2 separate regions of the Canis lupus genome follow, and region 1 is linked to region 2. The links are chromatin contacts, called in public Hi-C maps. All regions are on one chromosome and are shown on one strand. Each heading gives the region's core, a stretch centred on a gene start, on an enhancer-like site or on the middle of the called end of the contact. The rest is flanking DNA. Distances are from core to core; before and after follow the strand shown. Region 1 has its middle 24 kb from the start of DNAH5. Region 2 has its middle 22 kb from the start of TRIO.

Region 1 (3,101 bases), core at 225-2,724, 69 kb after region 2:
ATCACAGCTGTGACCACTAGGGAATAGAATGGATGCTCCCCTCTCCTTCATGGTCTAGTCTTTTTTTTTTTTTTTAAGATTTTATTTATTTATTCATGAGAGACAGACACAGAGAGAGAGGCAGAGACACAGGCAGAGGGAGAAGCAGGCTCCCTGTGGGGAGCCCGATGTGGGACTCGATCCCAGGACTCCGGGATCATGCCCTGAGCCAAAAGCAGACGCTCAACCACTGAGCCACCCACACACCCCTAGTCTTAATGTGCTACTCAGTGAGAGAGAGAGCTCTCAAATGGCATCCAAATAGCAGTAGAGTAGAAGGAACATGGTGCCTACAAGGGATTCAGATCTTGTAGGCACATAGTCCATGTGTTCAAGAATTTCCCTTTAAGAATATAAATAATAGTGAAAGGGAATAGAAGGGAAGGGAGAAGAAATGGGTAGGAAATATCAGAAAGGGAGACAGAACATGAAGACTCCTAACTCTGGGAAACGAACTAGGGGTGGTGGAAGGGGAGGAGGGCAGGGGTGGGGGTGAATGGGTGACAGGCACTGAGGGAGGCACTTGACGGGATGAGCACTGGGTGTTATTCTGTATGTTGGCAAATATAACACCAATAAAAATAAATTTATTATTAAAAAAAAGAATTTAAAATAGCCTAGAAAAAAATAGCCTAGAATTCTGCTTAAAAAAAAAAAAAAAGCCTAGAATTCTGCTTTGGAGAGCAAAATGTGTACTGGTTGGTTGTTTTCCCGCAGGGGAGGTGAGGTCATACTCTTCCTTTCAGTTTAAAGAGAGGAAAAAATTAGACGTTAGTGTTGGAAGGCTGTGTTCATTCTCTCCCAGAGTGGTTCATTCCTTTAATGAGTGGTTTTTGAGCACCTGCCAGGTATCCAGTGGGATGAAGATACATTGCCTGTTATCCCACAGATTTATTACAGGGTGACAGATAATTAAAAAAAAAAGTGTTGCCAAGTGTCAGCAAGAAATAATGGGAGTGAAAGTAGAAGATTCAGATTCTACCAGGAAGAGGGGGCAGGGAAGCATCCATGGTTCATTCACTTCTTCTCAGGTCCAGAACCGTGGGCCGGAGTGAGTGGGGACTGGACCCATCTGCTCAGCTCATGCAGCTTGGCACACAGACTCGGGGCAGCTTCTGCCCTAAGGGGTGCTTTTTCCTAATTCCTTTGCCCTAAGAGGCCACCCTATAATTTGCACAAAGCTCTGGATTACCTGGGCTCCTGGCTTTGCATAGCTCGAGGCTTCAGCTTGTACTTTGGGCTTCAATTTTGGACCATCTTTGTTGTTGCTTCGGGAATAGAGATATTTGTAGAAATAGGATTTATTATTGTAAATAATCCTTCTCCGGCAGCTTATTAAAAATGATTCCTCCTTTCTGGCTGGAGTGGGCTAGGTGTGGTGCTGTCTAAGGCGGTGAAGGACACAATGACTCACTGAGCTGCTTTTCCAACTCCTGATTCAATGAGTTAGGTTTTCTTTGAGCCCATGAGTCATTTTCCCTGCTCGGTGACTTGCATGACAGGGTGGTGAGATAACCAAGAACTCAGGGAGCCAACTGGTAGGTTTTATAAAAGCTTGTAAAGAAAAGATGATTTTCAAAGACTAGAGGGAAATCCAGAAGTGTGGAAAACGCAGTCATCTAAGAAAACAGTTCCCGAAACAGGGAAAAACAGCTTCCAACAGTCATGTAATTTGTCACTTTCTCACATCTCACTTTTGTTTAAGAACGAGATCTGACATCACCAGCAGGATTTGCCGGGTCAGAAATGCTGTGGGTGCCTTTGCCCGCAGCTGTAGCCTGTGCGCTCGGCCAGTTGCACCGTACGGGTAACTGTGTTGTTCACTGAGGTTCCAGCCAGCCCCCACCTGCCCCCTTAGCGACTCGGAATTCCTGGCCGGCGCTGTAAGTGTAAGCTGACCTATAGATAGTGCCATTTGCATCTTAGCATCATCAGAAGGTAATGACACATCATGTGAGAAATTACGTGTGCGACAAGAACTTGGGTTGGGCATCTGAGTGTTATTAAATGCGTGTCAGGACAGTGGAGAAAACAGATGTTATCTCTTGTTTCCTTTTCAGCTTTGAGTTGAACAGTGAAAAAGCTGTTGGGTGTCAAAAATGGGAGCGGTGCAATTACCATAGAATGTCAGTCCTCCCTGTGTCGGGCTGTGCTCTCACAGACATTGCCTTCATTGCCTTTTTATCAGCGTTTGGCAACTCTCAAAGGTAGAATTGTTTTATGGGTGACATTCCAGTTAGGTCTATTGCAGAGCTATTTGCCTGAAATACAAACATGCGGGCACCTTTGTGTGGGGGACCGGGGGGCTGTCATGTCAGAGACTGGAGAGATTGTTTATTTGATTAGGACTGTTGATGACCCTGGCCCTGGGCTGTGTGTTTGGCATCATGAAGAGAAGGAAATGACAGAATGAGTCTGTGGTATGCTCTAGTTATCCTTTGCTGTGTACCAAAGTACACAACACACACTGGCTCAAATGGCAGCCCTTTTCATTATGCCTTGTGATTTTGTGGGTGAAGAATTTGGGCAGAGCTCATCTGTGCCCTTGTTCTATGTGGTGGCAATCAGGTGGTCAGTGGGCTGAGCTGGAAGGTCCAAGGCAACTTTACTTATGAGTCTGGTACCTCAGTGGGGACAGCTGGCGGACGGGGCTCAGTTGGGACTGTGGACTGGAGTGCCAAAACGTGACCCTCCAGCATGGTGGCTTGGTGCCCCCAGAGACCCAGGTGCAAATATCAAGCTTCCTGGAGCCTGCCTACTTTTGGAAGTCAAACAGCATCGCTTTCCATGTGTTCCAGTGTCCGGTGCAATTACAGGCCAGCCAGATTCAAGGGAAATAGATACCTGATCTCAATGGAAGGAGGGCCAAAAATATTTGGCCATCTTTAATCCACCACATGGTATAAGAGTCTATTTTTCAGCCAGGCTCTCAGTAATATTTGAAAATTCTTACCCAGATTGGATCCTTCCATAACCGCAAAGCATCTGCTTGAAACATTTTCTACTTCCTTTGCTTAAGTATTTAGCCTAACGCCTCCTGACTAGAAGATGTCTTTATTCCT
Region 2 (3,135 bases), core at 21-2,520:
TATATCAGCCCTATATATCAAGACATTTGCCAAGACTCTTCCATGGCTAAATGTCCTAATTTACTACATTCTAGATAGCCAGCTCTGCCCCTTACCTCTCACAGCGCACACCAGCCTACAGCCATGGCCTCAGGGAAACCAGCATTAGCGACATTCTTTCCCCCATGGATCTTAGGCCTGCAAATTAGACCCGTATTATAATGTCCTTCAGGCCTGTCTTTGACTGAAGAACTGTTAAGGTGTGTTAGCCCTAGAATTCCAGCTGTGGTGGTAGAGCAAAGGTCTGTGTGTTAGCTTGGTCTTAACTCAGTTTCCCTGGACTCTTCTTAGGATTTGTTTTTTTCTCTTTTTCTTTCTTTTCCTCCCTCCCTCCCCTCCCTCCCTCCCTCCCTTTTTCTTTCTCTCTCTCTTTCTTTTTCTTTCTTTCTTTCTTTCTTTCTTTTTCTTTATTTCTTTCTTTTCTTTCTTTCTTTTTCTTTCTTTCTTTTCTTTCTTTCTTAACCTTCCCCTCCCCCAGCCCTGAGTGAAATAAAAAGCATCAGGCTGAGCCCATGCAGCGTGAAGTCATTCCCCGGTTCAATGCTGGCGAGCGCTAACTGGACGTCTGTCCGTGCCACCATCTAGGCCTGACCCTTCGCCCCCAGTGGCCCACTTCAGGGACCGGACCACCTGTCGTGCGCCTGTCAGGTGCAGGTTTCTGATGAGCGGCGGAAACTGTTAGGAGAAAGCTGCAGGCGGCTGCGGCTGCTGCGTGGGAGGAGCGTCCAGGCGCGGCTGCCCCCGGTCTCCTGGGCCGAGCGGCCGAGCGCTCGCGGGGCGTCTCCCACCCGCCCAGGCAGTGACAGGGCGCTGGGCCAGGAAAGCGCGCACCCGTTTTTTGTTTTTTTTTTTAACAAGTTTATTTATTTTTTTTTAAGATTTTATTTATTTATTCATAGAGACACAGAGAGAGAGAGAGGCAGAGACACAGGCAGAGGGAGAAGCAGGCTCCATGCCGGGAGCCCAATGTGGGACTCGATCCCTGGTCTCCAGGATCACGCCCTGGGCTGCAGGCGGCGCTAAACCGCTGCGCCACCGGGGCTGCCCCGCACCCGGTTTTAAACAGTTCATATACTTTAATTTTTTGATTTTTATTTTGTAAAGGATTTTGTTTATTTACTCATGAGAGACCCTGAGACAGGCCGAGATCCAGGCAGAGGGAGAGGCAGGCTCCCCGCTGGGAGCCCGACGCGGGACTTGATCCCCGGGCCCGGGGTCACGCCCTGGGCCCAAGGCAGATGCTCACCGGCTGAGCACCGCCCCCCCGGGGGCCCCAAGTCCTGTACTTGGAATCTCCTTCTCTGGGCCTTGCAGCGTGGTGATGGGGGTGGCGATGGATAAAAACAGCCAGACTTTGCGCTTACTCATCCAGCCGGGGACCGCGTGCGTGTGCGGTGGCTGCTGCAGCCCTCCCCGCGCTTTCCTGGTCGCGGCGGGGTGAACGCGACCCTGGGGGGAGGAGCTGCCGGAGCGAGCGCCGCCGTCACGCCTGCCGCGGCCGCCTGCGGCCCACCCCCTCCCGGACAGAGCCCCGGCCCGGCCCCCCCCCCCCCCCCCCCCCCCCCCGGCAGCAAGCTCGCTGCTCCCCCCGCTGCCCCCCGCGCTGCCCCCCGCGCTGCTCCCCCCGCTGCTCCCCCGCTGCTCCCCCCGCTGCTCCCCGCGCTGCTCCCCCGCTGCTCCCCGCGCTGCTCCCCCCGCTGCTCCCCGCGCTGCTCCCCGCGCTGCTCCCCGCGCTGCTCCCCCGCGCCCCGCGCTGCTCCCCGCTGCTCTCCCGCGCTGCTCTCCCCGCTGCTCCCCCCGCTGCTCCCCGCCGTGCTCCCCCCGCTGCTTCCCCCCCGCTGCTCCCCCGCGCTGCCCCCCCGCGCTGCCCCCGCGCTGCTCCCCCCCGCCTGCCTCCCCGCGCTGCCCCCGCGCTGCCCCCCCGCTGCTCCCCGCTCTGCTCCCCCCGGCTGCTCCCCCCGCTGCTCCCCGCCGCTGCTCCCCCGCTGCTCCCCGCGCTGCTCCCCCGCGCCTGCCCCCCGCGCTGCCCCCCGCGCTGCTCCCCCGTGCCTCCCCGCGTGCTACCGCCTTGCTCCCGCTGCCTCCCCCCGCTGCTCCCCCGCTGCTGCTCCCCCGCCTGCCTTCCCCGCGCTGCTCCCCACGGCTCCCCCGCTCCCCCGCTGCTCCCCCCGCTGCTCCCCGCTGCTCCCCGCGCTGCTCCCCCCGCTGCTCCCCGCGCTGCTCCCCCCGCTGCTCCCCGCGCTGCTCCCCCGCTGCTCCCCGCGCTGCTCCCCGCGCTGCTCCCCCCGCTGCTCCCCGCGCTGCTCCCCGCGCTGCTCCCCCCGCTGCTCCCCGCGCTGCTCCCCCCGCTGCTCCCCCCGCTGCTCCCCCCGCTGCTCCCCGCGCTGCTCCCCGGGCTGCTCCCCCCGCTGCTCCCCGCGCTGCTCCCCGGGCTGCTCCCCCCGCTGCTCCCCGCGCTGCTCCCCGCGCTGCTCCCCCCGCTGCTCCCCGCGCTGCTCCCCGCGCTGCTCCCCGCTCCCTCGGCCCGGCAGCCCCCCGCGGGGACAAGGCCTTCTGTGTGCCTCCCCCAGAGCTCCGCCACGGGCCCAGACCGAGCCCCATCAGCAGCGTGAGCCCTTTGTCCCGAACAATGGCCAACTCTGGCTCTCGGAGGACCCGGAGGCAGCTCCTTTCGCAGTGGGCTTTCCTTCCTTGTGGGCTTTCCCAGCTGTCCTTGCCTCCGGTGGTGTCTAACAGATGTCTGCGGCCTTGAAGGGCTTCTGAAAAGCCAGTAGCAACCAGGCCTGGGGCCTCTCCGGGGTCGGCGGAGGCCTCGGCGGGGCGCGCGGAACGGCAGGGCGCGGCCGCAGCCCGGTCCCGGTCCCGGTCCCCCGAGCCGCGGAGCGCCCGCCCGCCCGCCCGAGACGGAGGACGAAGGTGTGGGCCGGTCGGACGGAGGTGAAGATCAAATTCCGAGAATTCTTCCTCTGGAGGCCTCCTGTAAATGTATTCAGGGCTCCTCAAGTATGTGGAATACGAAACTGCGGGGGGTGATGACTTTTTTTAACCAACGTGATAAACCTCTTACATTCAAATCCTAGGGATCCTCAGAAGCGC

The links. Hi-C and Micro-C count contacts between places; a contact is called where the count stands out from the background.
Region 1: a contact with region 2 is called in a Hi-C map of skin fibroblasts, with 1.8 times the contacts expected there. The contact joins two enhancer-like sites. A contact is called at or near these places in 2 of 9 Hi-C or Micro-C datasets (skin fibroblasts and tumor fibroblasts).

The regions. Positions count from the first base shown.
Region 1 is chr34:878,752-881,852 of UU_Cfam_GSD_1.0, forward strand. No RefSeq gene overlaps it. Among named protein-coding and RNA genes, the nearest start is that of DNAH5, 24 kb to the right of the region's middle. Within about 2 kb of position 1,475, at least 2 of the 20 cell types and tissues checked have an H3K27ac peak or open chromatin away from gene starts, as enhancers often do.
Region 2 is chr34:809,686-812,820 of UU_Cfam_GSD_1.0, forward strand. No RefSeq gene overlaps it. Among named protein-coding and RNA genes, the nearest start is that of TRIO, 22 kb to the left of the region's middle. Within about 2 kb of position 1,271, at least 12 of the 20 cell types and tissues checked have an H3K27ac peak or open chromatin away from gene starts, as enhancers often do.